2 separate regions of the Mus musculus genome follow, and region 2 is linked to region 1. Evidence: chromatin contacts called from public promoter capture Hi-C data. All regions are on one chromosome and are shown on one strand. The core of a region is the stretch at or near the end of the contact, and the rest is flanking DNA. Distances in the headings are between cores, read along the strand shown. Region 1 holds the start of Bace2 (beta-site APP-cleaving enzyme 2). Region 2 holds the start of B230307C23Rik (RIKEN cDNA B230307C23 gene).

The links. Promoter capture Hi-C pulls out the DNA fragments that hold promoters and counts their contacts.
Region 2: a contact with region 1 is called in a promoter capture Hi-C map of stem cell-derived epiblast-like cells, with 2.4 times the contacts expected there. The contact joins the promoter of B230307C23Rik here to the promoter of Bace2 in region 1. A contact is called at or near these places in 2 of 39 promoter capture datasets (liver and stem cell-derived epiblast-like cells).

The regions. Positions count from the first base shown.
Region 1 is chr16:97,353,256-97,358,352 of GRCm38.p6, reverse strand. Bace2 (beta-site APP-cleaving enzyme 2) reads right to left here and starts at 1,625. Exons shown (of 9, transcript NM_019517.5): 1 at 1,252-1,625. The coding sequence starts at 1,551.
Region 2 is chr16:97,993,791-97,998,975 of GRCm38.p6, reverse strand. It overlaps B230307C23Rik (RIKEN cDNA B230307C23 gene), which reads right to left and starts at 1,640. Exons shown (of 4, transcript NM_001362093.2): 1 at 1,540-1,640. The coding sequence starts at 1,542. C030010L15Rik (a long non-coding RNA gene) reads left to right here. Exons shown (of 5, transcript XR_001781957.2): 3 at 1,189-1,279; 4 at 1,525-2,050; 5 at 3,833-4,377.

The DNA.
Region 1 (5,097 bases), core at 376-2,875:
GTTCTATGCAGTCCTGCCAACGGCAGTTCACAGGATTCCCTCTGCCCTGAGATCATGCTCACATGGTGGTCAGACTGCTCAGGGGACCCTAAGCCTCCTCAGCTGACACTGCCACCCACCCCACCCCCCTTCAGTCTGCCCTGCAGCCACTTCTGGACTGCGCACACAAGGACCCTGTACAGCAACCACAACTAACGTTTTGAGTAAAACACTCTTGAAGGTCTAAACAACCACAGAAGTTACTCTGCAGTTTCTCTTTTTAAAAATTAGCATGGCTCATCCTCTTAAAGTCTTGAATAATTTAATTAGAATTATACAAAAGTCATGAGCATGTTCTATTTATGGGTAATCACATCAGCATGACAACCCCCAACGACGATGTTAAAAATAAAGTGTCTTCATACGGTGCGTTCAACTTATGAGACAACTTGAATTCGAATTGGAGAGGGTCGGATCACTTCTGTGAGGCTTTTGTTTCCCTTGCCAGATTCCGTGCTTGGGAGCCGGTGTTCCCTGTCACTCGAAGTGTTAAATGAACATCGGCACAAGGCGGGGAAGAAAGCTGTTTGGACTGCGTTTGTTTTATCTTTGACTCGCTACGCGCTTGGTGTTCCCCAGCAGCTAATGGCATTCACATTCTCCAACCCCCGCAGGATGCATGCCTTGGCGGGTGCACGGCTCCCAGAGGCTGGGCAGCCGGACAGCTATGAGGAAGCCAGCAAACAAACTCCGAGGAAGGAAGACGGCTGGCTCTGCCCTGCAAAGAGACACTTTGGAACCGGGTGTCTTTTAGCTGAGCTCATGGAGAAATCTCTTTTAAAGGGTACTGCGCCTTGGATGCTGTCCAAGAGTCTTTTTAGCAATGAGACAGCATAGAGATGGTATCAACTCCAGTGATTTCCCTGCACCTAACAGCACCTTTTTCCAAGACCCCACCCACCACCCACTCAGTAGGTACCGCTCTTGCTGGAAGGAGGCGTCGCTCCTGGGCCCGAAGCATGTTACAGGTTCCTTCAGCTGTCAAGCTCCACGGGGTGGGGGAGGGCCACCAAGTTCTGAAACATTTGCTCACACCCCCTGAGCTGTGCTCCGGCAGAGGCTGCGCTCCCTGGTGCGTCCCTAGCGCGCGCCTCCACTCCTCACCCAACCCATGCATCTCCCTGACCCTTCTTCCCAGTGAAAGCTACTGCCTTAGGGACGGCATTAAATCGCGTGGAGTCAATTCACAGAAACTACCGCCCCCAACCCTACCTTCTGCGGAGGGGTCCCGATCAGCATCTCTAGGTAGTAGCCGCGGCCAGAGTCCCCCTGAAGGTTGTCCACCATAGCCAAGAAGTTGGCAGTAGCCCTGACAGGCTCCAGTGCGAGGGCCAGACCATCGGCCCGGGGCAACTCGGGGGTCCCGAGTCCGGGAACAGCCGAGGCTCTGTGGTTCGTGGCCCGGGCCACTTGGAGGGGCAGCGTGAAGGGCGCGGGGGCCAGCGCGGGGACCGCACTCAAGAGCCACTGCGCCAGCACCGGGAGCAAGAGTGCTCGAAGCAGCGCGCCCATCCCCGCAGCGGGGGCTCGGCGAGTCTGCGAGCGCGGTTCTGCGGTCCTTAGCCGGCCGGGGCGGGGCGGACAGGGAGGAGGCTGGAGAAGGCGGTGCAGAGTTGAACAAGTTCTCAGTCGCTGCCCCCTCTGGCGGCCGCCTCCCCGCAGGCCCTGCCCCTCCTCCGTGGCCAAGGTCAAGGATGGGCGCGGGTCGCGCCTCTTCCCCGGGAAACTGGAGTGCAAAATTTCCCCGGAACGTGCCCGGGAGGCCACGGCTAACGGATATGACGAGGCTCAGCTTAGAGCTGCTGGAAAGTTTCGGGAACCCTTAAAGGGGCAGCTAAAGCGCAAACTGGCTTTCTGGTCCTGCGCTCAAGGAACCCCCGGGGGTCCACTGTCCCTGCAGAGGCAGAAGTGCCCTTAGGACTTAAGGCTCAGAGCGCGGGGCAGGCAACTGTGAAAGAGTGCACCTCTCCGCTTGCCAAGCGCACTCCAACAGGGTCTGGCTGCCTCTCGGAGCTTCTCCCACGCGTGGTTCTCCCCTTCCAGCTCCTTAGGAGTTAGCTGGTTCTCTGAGAAAGGATTTGAAGTATGAATGGAGGCTGGGGGCGCTGAGAGCCCCAGGGATAGGGGAAGCAGGTGAGCAGATTTTGAATTTCTGAGAAGGGATCTGGGTTATTGCTCCTTCCTGCTTACCCTCCCCTGAACCCAAAACCACAGCTTGAGGAGGTAGATTTGGGCCTGGTCTTCCTGGCTTTCCTCTTGTCCTTAATGCAGATCCAATTCCGCTAGGAGCTGAGCTCAATCTCCCAGGGATTCAGTCAGTCCACCAAGATAGTGAATTACTATCAGGGTCCCAAATGAGGCTGCCATCCAGCCTTCCCCCTCTTTCATCCTCCCACCAGCTCTCCGCAGATTATCTAATTAATACTTGTTTAGCCAGACACCGAAGCCGCAGAAATGCATTCAGAGGGCTATTTTATTTCAGGTACTGAACGCAGGGGGGACAATTACAGCAGCTAAACTCATCGATTTTTTGCTGAATCAAGGAATAGGAGAAATCTTTGTGTCTCCTCCAGCTGAATTATGTTGGCTTTTTTTTTTTTTAAAAAAAACAAACAAGACCATCTTCAAACAATGGAAAGTAGAAATCAAGCGTCCCTAATCCTTAACCGGAACTTCCAGATACAAGTGTCCATGCTTGTTCCCTCCTTTCCAATGTCAGAATCCTTTCTTGCTCTACCAGGGACCTTTCTGTCCCAGATCTTCAGCTGTTCTACTTTCTAAATGGTTTTGGTTACAGGTTGCACTTTTCCCCCCTCTTAACTCTATCCAAGCTTCAAGGAATCCCCAGTCACACGAAGGCAGGCCTGATTGAATTCCAGGATAGAACCTAAATTGTTATTGCCCATAAATCTGCATAGTTATCGCGAGCTCTTACATTCATATATTCACATTTAAATTCAAGATTGTAAGGAAAGGACAATTTAAAAAGAGGTAGTTATTTACAAACCCTGGTGTTCAGTCTTGAGGGGTTGGGGACCACCCAGACAGCTCTCAGAATGACAGCATCCTTTTGGAAGCACATGGAATTTATCGAGGACATCAACTCAGGTGCTACAGGATGTATAAGGTATAAGGTCAATATTAAAGACATTTGTGCTCTCTAAGGTTAAAAAATAAACACAGGGGAAATCTGTAAAACTCGGATCTAGTTAGTGTTTTTATTTGAAAATCTCTATTTCATGTAGCATGGCTATTCCAAGCTTTCCCTGGCAAAAGGGAGGTGTATAAACAACTGCATAGAGACAGGATCAAGAGCACATGCCGTTTTAATGAGTGGTAGGGCCATCTTGTCAATAAAGTACTGGTCGGGCCCTGAAGTGGTAGCACCAGATTCCTTGTCTTCACTCTGTGTGGCCTTAGCATTCTCCTGCCTCATTGCATTCACAACACTTCCTGACATGGGGTGCCTCAGTGGCACCCCCTGGAGATAGCTGGCTCTGCTCACTGGAGCTCTTCTCACACCATGACTTCTCCAACTTCTGATTCCAGGACCCAGCTACACTCTTACAAGTGACTGAGGGCCTCAGTATGTTGATCTGTATTTAACAAACTATGACTCCAAAATGAGAAACATTAACAATTAAAATAAAAACACACCTGGGTCCAATTAGTAAAGTGCTGACTGTGCAAACATGAAAACCTGAGTTTAATCCCAAGCACCCATTTATAAACCCAGGCATGACAGCGCTTCCCTGTAATCCCAGCAACCTGGAGGGCAGAGAGAGGCAATCCCTGGGGCTCACTAGCCAGCTATTCTCATCTAATTGTCAAGTTCTAGGTTCCAGTGAAAGATCTATCTCAAATAATAAAAAGAAAAGTGGACAGCTCCTCTGGTGGTTTGAATGAGTCTGGACCCCATAGGCTCATATGTTTGAATACTTGTTTCCAAATTGTTGGGTAGGATTGGGAGGTGTGGTCTGTTGGATGAGGTTTGTCGATGGCTTTGAGGTTTTGAAAGCTCACTCTAGCCCAATCCCCTTTGCCTGATGCCTTGGGATTAGATGTAAGCTCTCAGCTGTGGCTTTCAAGCCATATATATAGTGCCTGCTGCCGCACGTATGATGGTAATCATGGGCTAACCCTCTGAAACTGTAGGCAAGCCCCTAATTAATTGCTTTATCTTACAAGTTCCCTTGGTCATAGTGTCTTTGTTTGTTTGTTTGCTTGCTTGCTTTTTGAGACAGGGTTTCTCTGTGTAGCCCTGGCTGTCCTGGAACTCACTTTGTAGAACAGGCTGGCCTCGAACTCAGAAACCGGCCTGCCTCTGCCTCCCGAGTGCTGGGATTAAAGGCATGCACCACCACGCCTGGCCTAGTGTCTTTTTATAGCAATAAAACAGTATCTAAAATAACTCCTGGGGACCATTACCCAAGTTCAACCTCTGGCCTCCACAAGTACATGCACATACCCAATGAATTTACTTGCACACACACAAAATAAATAAATAAAATAGCAAATATATCATGGTGACCAACTTCCTCCCGTGTGTGTGTGTGTGTGTGTGTGTGTGTGTGTGTGTGTGTGTTTCCATGTATGGGCTCTGTGCTCATTCATGTGCAGGTCCCAGGTTGATGTTGGAAACTATCCTCTATTGATTACTATTCCTTATTCATCGAGGTAGGCTTTCTCAATCAAACTCAGAGTTCGACTCTATGATTACTCTAGCTAGTCAGCATGCCCTGGGAATGCCCTGTCTCTACCTTGAGTTTAGAATTGGGGGAGGGGGGACTGCCATGCTTACCCACTCTTTTACCCTTGCATGGCAAGCACTTTAACCACTGCACTGTCTCCCTGGTCCCAACTCAACATTTTAATGAAGATTATATCGTTGGGGTAGGGTGGAGGTTACTGCAATGAGTGGCATGACACATGTAAAAATTTCTGTTAATATCAGGATTAATAACAGCCAGCTAGATCCTCCCAACTATGTCTGCATTTGGTCTGTCTGCCTCTTACATGTCCCAAAGTTCCTGCAAGTCTGGAGTTGTAAAAGGGCAA
Region 2 (5,185 bases), core at 391-2,890, 640 kb before region 1:
TAAATATAGACTGGAGACTGCAAGTCTAGCCACTTAGACAGATGGGAAATTTACACAGCAAATATAACCCCGGGATCATTTCTTAAGTACACCAGTGCCCTAACACAGCAGGTTAGTGAGAGTGTCCTGAGTGGAAGGCTCCAGATGATGAAAAACACTGGAAAAGGAAAAGGTAGAAAGTAAAAAAGCTGGGGTGGGGAGGACTTACACAAGCTATGGCTCATGCTAAGTAAGCTTCTAAAGAATACCATCTTGTACACGATTGACATGAGGGAAAGGAAGGAGATGGGAGACATCTATGAAGTCAGGAGAAAGATGAAGAAACTATGAAGTCAGCAGAAGCATCATACAATGGGACACACTCAGGAGAAGTCTAATCAAATAGTTGCTGCACAAGGGGAAACTCAGTGTATCTGAAAAAATTTCTGACCAAGTCTCTCATGGCCTTGGGACTGATAACCACAACCCCGTACGGTGGGAAGAGTTGTGCTCTCAGAATCTGAAGCAACCCCTCCCAAAGGCCCTGGCCCCAGACTATTACCAGCTCTCCCAAGCATATTCCAGGTCTTAGAGAAGAAGCTCTGTTTTATCTCTATACCCAGAGCCTCAGGGAAAGCTCCCAAGGCCTAGGCCCCAAGCTGTGACTGGCTCTGCCAAGCATGTTCCTGGGTTTCATGAGGAGCTATGTCATTCTCCATATATGGAAACCTCAGGGAAAGTGTAACTTAGCACTCAATACAACAGTGTTTTGTTTTGTTTTCTTTTTTACCTTCTCACATGGTTGTCACTAGGCATCATCTCACCCATGTGGCAGAACTATGCTTTTCTCAAGAAGAAAACTGAACCTTTATGCCACACCAGGCCTTACTGTAGATTGTGATCCTGTAAGGCCCCATAGACCAGCCTGTTAGAGGCCTGCTCTTTGATATGAAGATGAACCTAGTGGATGGTAGTAAATCAAGTTTGTTTCCTTTGTTATGGTTTGGTGCCCAATTTCTGGACAATCCGGGTGAATTAACTTGTGTATCCTAGCAACCTAATCTCTAACAGCCCTAGTTAGCACATTACCTATCTGTGGGATGTTTTACATGCAGTCCACCCTCAGATAAATTCTACTTGGAGTGCCTTACTATCTCCTAAGCTTTAGTAAATCCTTTAGATCATTAATCCTGCACTTTTACATCACAGCTTGATATTGGATTGCTACCCAGCACATGAGATGTCTTTTACAACCTCCACAAAATTAACTCCAATGGATTGTCCACCTTAATGGCAAATGGTAAGAACAGAACTTGCAGAAACTAGTACTCTCTGAGTTTGGGATCATGCCAAAGATCTTTCTACACACAGGCCAAATGCTCTGCACAGATGCAGCCCCCACAGTGAAGTTATTCAGAGGCTACAGCTGGGTCCCCCAAGTGGCTAGGACCTCACACGTGGCCGCCGATTCCCATTCAGTCCTGTGAAAGCCCCACCACACCAGCTCGCGCTGCTGAGACCCCTGCTTCTCCCCATTGTTGGCAGTGACCCTGTGCTTACCATGTCGCAACTTCGGAGCTTGCCTGTGCACAATCCACAGCATCCAACCGCAGGAAACGGAGCACGGCACACAGAACCATTCAAGCACTCAACCAGGAAGCGAAACCGACACCACCGCACCCGGAAAACCCGCCTTCTCTTCTGACACGCAGGTCTGCCTGGAGGCTCTGATTGGCCAGTAAGTCTTGAGTGAGTCGAGCACCTCCCTTAGAGTTAGAGTGTGCTGAAGCCACACAGTGTAGAAGTTCTCAGACCAAGCTTCAAATCCAGGGACGACCTTTTCCAGATCTACAGGGATTTTCATTTCTGTAATACTTGTGCCGGTCCTCCAATAGCCTACCCTTCTGTCTCCCCGCACAGCCCCAGGGAGGAACCACCACTGCACCTATCACTGCTCAGCCGCTTGCTCCTCCCCTATGTGAACAGTTGACCCCGTGCTCAGCAAGTCCTTGACTTTTCAGCCTGAGCTTTCCTCACTCAGTAGACTGTTTGCCTTCCTCCTGGAATCAAGGTAGTTAGCTTGCATAGCTCAACTTGCAGTGGAGTTATCAATCTGTCCTACAAGCGGAAGGGTGCCCAGGATATTAACGATTAAAAAGAGATTTGGGGAAACAATAGTTTTGTTGCGGTTGGGATTCAGACCCGGGACCAGCTTCTGATCTGCATATATTTAACACACCAAAGCTGGCTGGGTGGAGCCATCCAGCAGCCGCGGGAGAACTGAGTTTACCTGAAAGGGGTGCTGGAAATGAAAAGATGGGGGTGGGGGGTACGCGAGAGAAGAATGAAGTCAAGACAAAGATTCTGATCAAGACTCAAAGTTTAATAATAGGCTTTACGTTTATAAAGGGAAAAACCACAAAACCCATCCCCTTCTTTAGCTGGAATATGTTGTAGAACAAGGTCAGCACAGGCAGCCAAAACAGCTAAGTTCCCATGGGAACCTGCAACTGCAGCCAAGACACATGTCTCTATCCAGCTTGATAAGGCCTGTCAAGATGAATGTTCAAGGTCTGCTTAGCCTGCTCAAGGCTGGGAAGGTTACAGCTGAACCTCCAGGTTCTCCCAGCTCTCCTCAGTCTCCACCTGTTACATAGCAAAGTTGGCAGACCCCACCTTGTACCCTGAGCTTTCCTGTCTCCAGAAGATCTTCCTATATAATCCTGACAGTTTGTACTCTTTGTCTCTCTGTTTCATTCTCTCTCTCTCTCTCTCTCTCTCTCTCTCTCTCTGCCTCCTCCTTCCTCCTTCTCCTGCCCTTCCCCCTCCTCCCTCCACTTCCCTCTCCATCTCCCTCCCCCCTGCATGCCTTGCTAGCTCCTTCTCCCCACCTCTGCTCCTTATACTCCCATCCCATAACTTCTCTGACCTCCTTGGGACTAGTGAACTCTCTGGTTCCTTGGGATCACTGAATCCACTAGAGAGCTACCCCCAAATAAACCCCCAAATACTCTAATTTCACTTGGGTTGAGTCCTTCATGCTGGGCTTAGGTAAACTGCAGCTACTTTTCAGCTGGTAAGTATGTGAACCCTGGAAGGCAAACAGGAACCAGATAACAAACCCAGTGGAGCACTATGGTTAGCCAACACATCTTCCTCACTGGGAAGCTAAACATTCATACACAGAGGCTTCTGCAAGGCCTCCCCACCCCAGCTTTTGTAACTTTCTGCCTTCTACTTTTCATGTCTTTTTCATCCTCTGGGACTTTGTACTTAGGAACCTGTCACTGATGTTGTTTCAGGACACTGGTGTACTTAAGAAGTAATTCTGGGACTATATTTGCTGTGTGTCTGTCTAATTGGTTAGACATGCAGTCTCCAGTCCATATTTAAATTGTTCAAAAATTAACCTGGGACCTGAACCTAAAAGGGGCTTAAGGGTGACAGCATAGGTGGAAATTAAAATCTATTCCCAGCTGGATCTTCTTTGAGCATTAGCCAGAGCTAAATACATGCTGCCATTAAAGAGATTTCTCTCAATTAATCTTTTGTGTGTGCAGTGATAAAATCTTATATAGTTATAGACTCCCTTCTGTATGAGTTCTTTTAGGACTTCAAAGACTACTGAGATATGCAAAGGCTTTAACAGATTGATTACACACTAAAGGTTTTACTCTTGTATGAAGATCCCAGGAAGCACAAAACTTTACCACACTGTCTGTGCTTATGGAGTTTCTCTGCAGTTTGACTTTTTCTCATGATTTGTAAGACTACTGCTACATGCAAAGGCTTTACCACATTGTTTACATTTATATATTGTCTCTCAGGTATGTATTATTTTCTGTATTTGTAGATAACTGTGCTGTGAAAAGTGCTGGAGTCCATCTCTGGTGGGGTTCTGGAACCTGAAGACAGATGTGTGGTCTCCGCAAAAGTGAGGACTCTGACTACCTGTTAGACCTTTCAACCAAGTGGCACTGAATAGCTCGAGTCATCTTTCTTTAAACAATCTTTCTTTAAACAATCACAAGCCTGCTCCCAGGAGCAGTGATATCATTGGTTATTCTACTTAATGAAATCATAACATCAGCATTATAAAAGCCCCATCACTGTAAAAGCCCCCAATAGTTTTCCTTCCTCCTTCCCATCTCCTGCTATCGATTGAGGAATGTAAGCTCCAGGGATGTGGCAGACAGCATCTGGTGTGCTCCAACTCAGAGAAGCCTTCGTGCAGCAAAAAAGATGTTACAGATATTTCCCTTAGCAAACAAGGATCAGAAACTCTATACACAATGCAGGATTTTCACATGCCTCTTTCTGCTCATTTATGATACAAACTGTTAAATGGTTGTTGCTTCCCTCGATGAGTTATTCTGATTAAAGATTATCTGGAAATGATCTACCACTCAGTCTACTTTCTTTCTTCATCTCTATACACAAATGTCAAACTACATGAGCAAATTTTGAAAAGGGAAATTAAGAAAGCTTTGTAGCCAGTCCAAAGGGGAAAAAATTGAAGTCCAAATGCTTCAAACACACACACACACACACACACACACACACACACACACACACACACACCTTTAGAAGGAGCCTGAAACAGTTAAGTTTTAATGAAACTCAAGCACAGAATAATTCTGGTGAGGCTTGAATTAGAGAAAGAACTGGAAAAGCCATGCTTCACACTCGGCTCTTTTTCAGTTATGTCCTAGTTTTTATGTTTTCTCAAGAGGCTGTGTCCAACCTGAATCAAAAGTTCTATGCAACCTCTGAGAAAAACACAGTCTTCCGTTGTTCTGTGTCCTGCACCAGAATCTCAGTAGCAGCACGATACGATGGACATTGTGAACCAAGTGATTCTTCAGTGGGTAGGGCCAGGAATGGAAGAGCTGAACATAACCCACTTCTAGGACTCCAGACACTGGATCCAACAACACACACACACCCTCCCCGTGCTATACAATCATAAAATGTCTCTTGGGGCTGGAGAAATAAGTTGGTATGATAAAGATCTTACACACACAAACATAAGAACCATAGTTCAGATCCCCAGCATTCACATAAATGCCAGGTAGGTGTGGCAGCCTGCCTATATTTCTAAGGCAGACATGGTTTACCCTGGCAAGCTGGCTACCTAGCTATACCTGAGAACTATGAATTCAACTAAAAGACTAGGCTTCAACAAATAAGATAAGAAGACTCACAT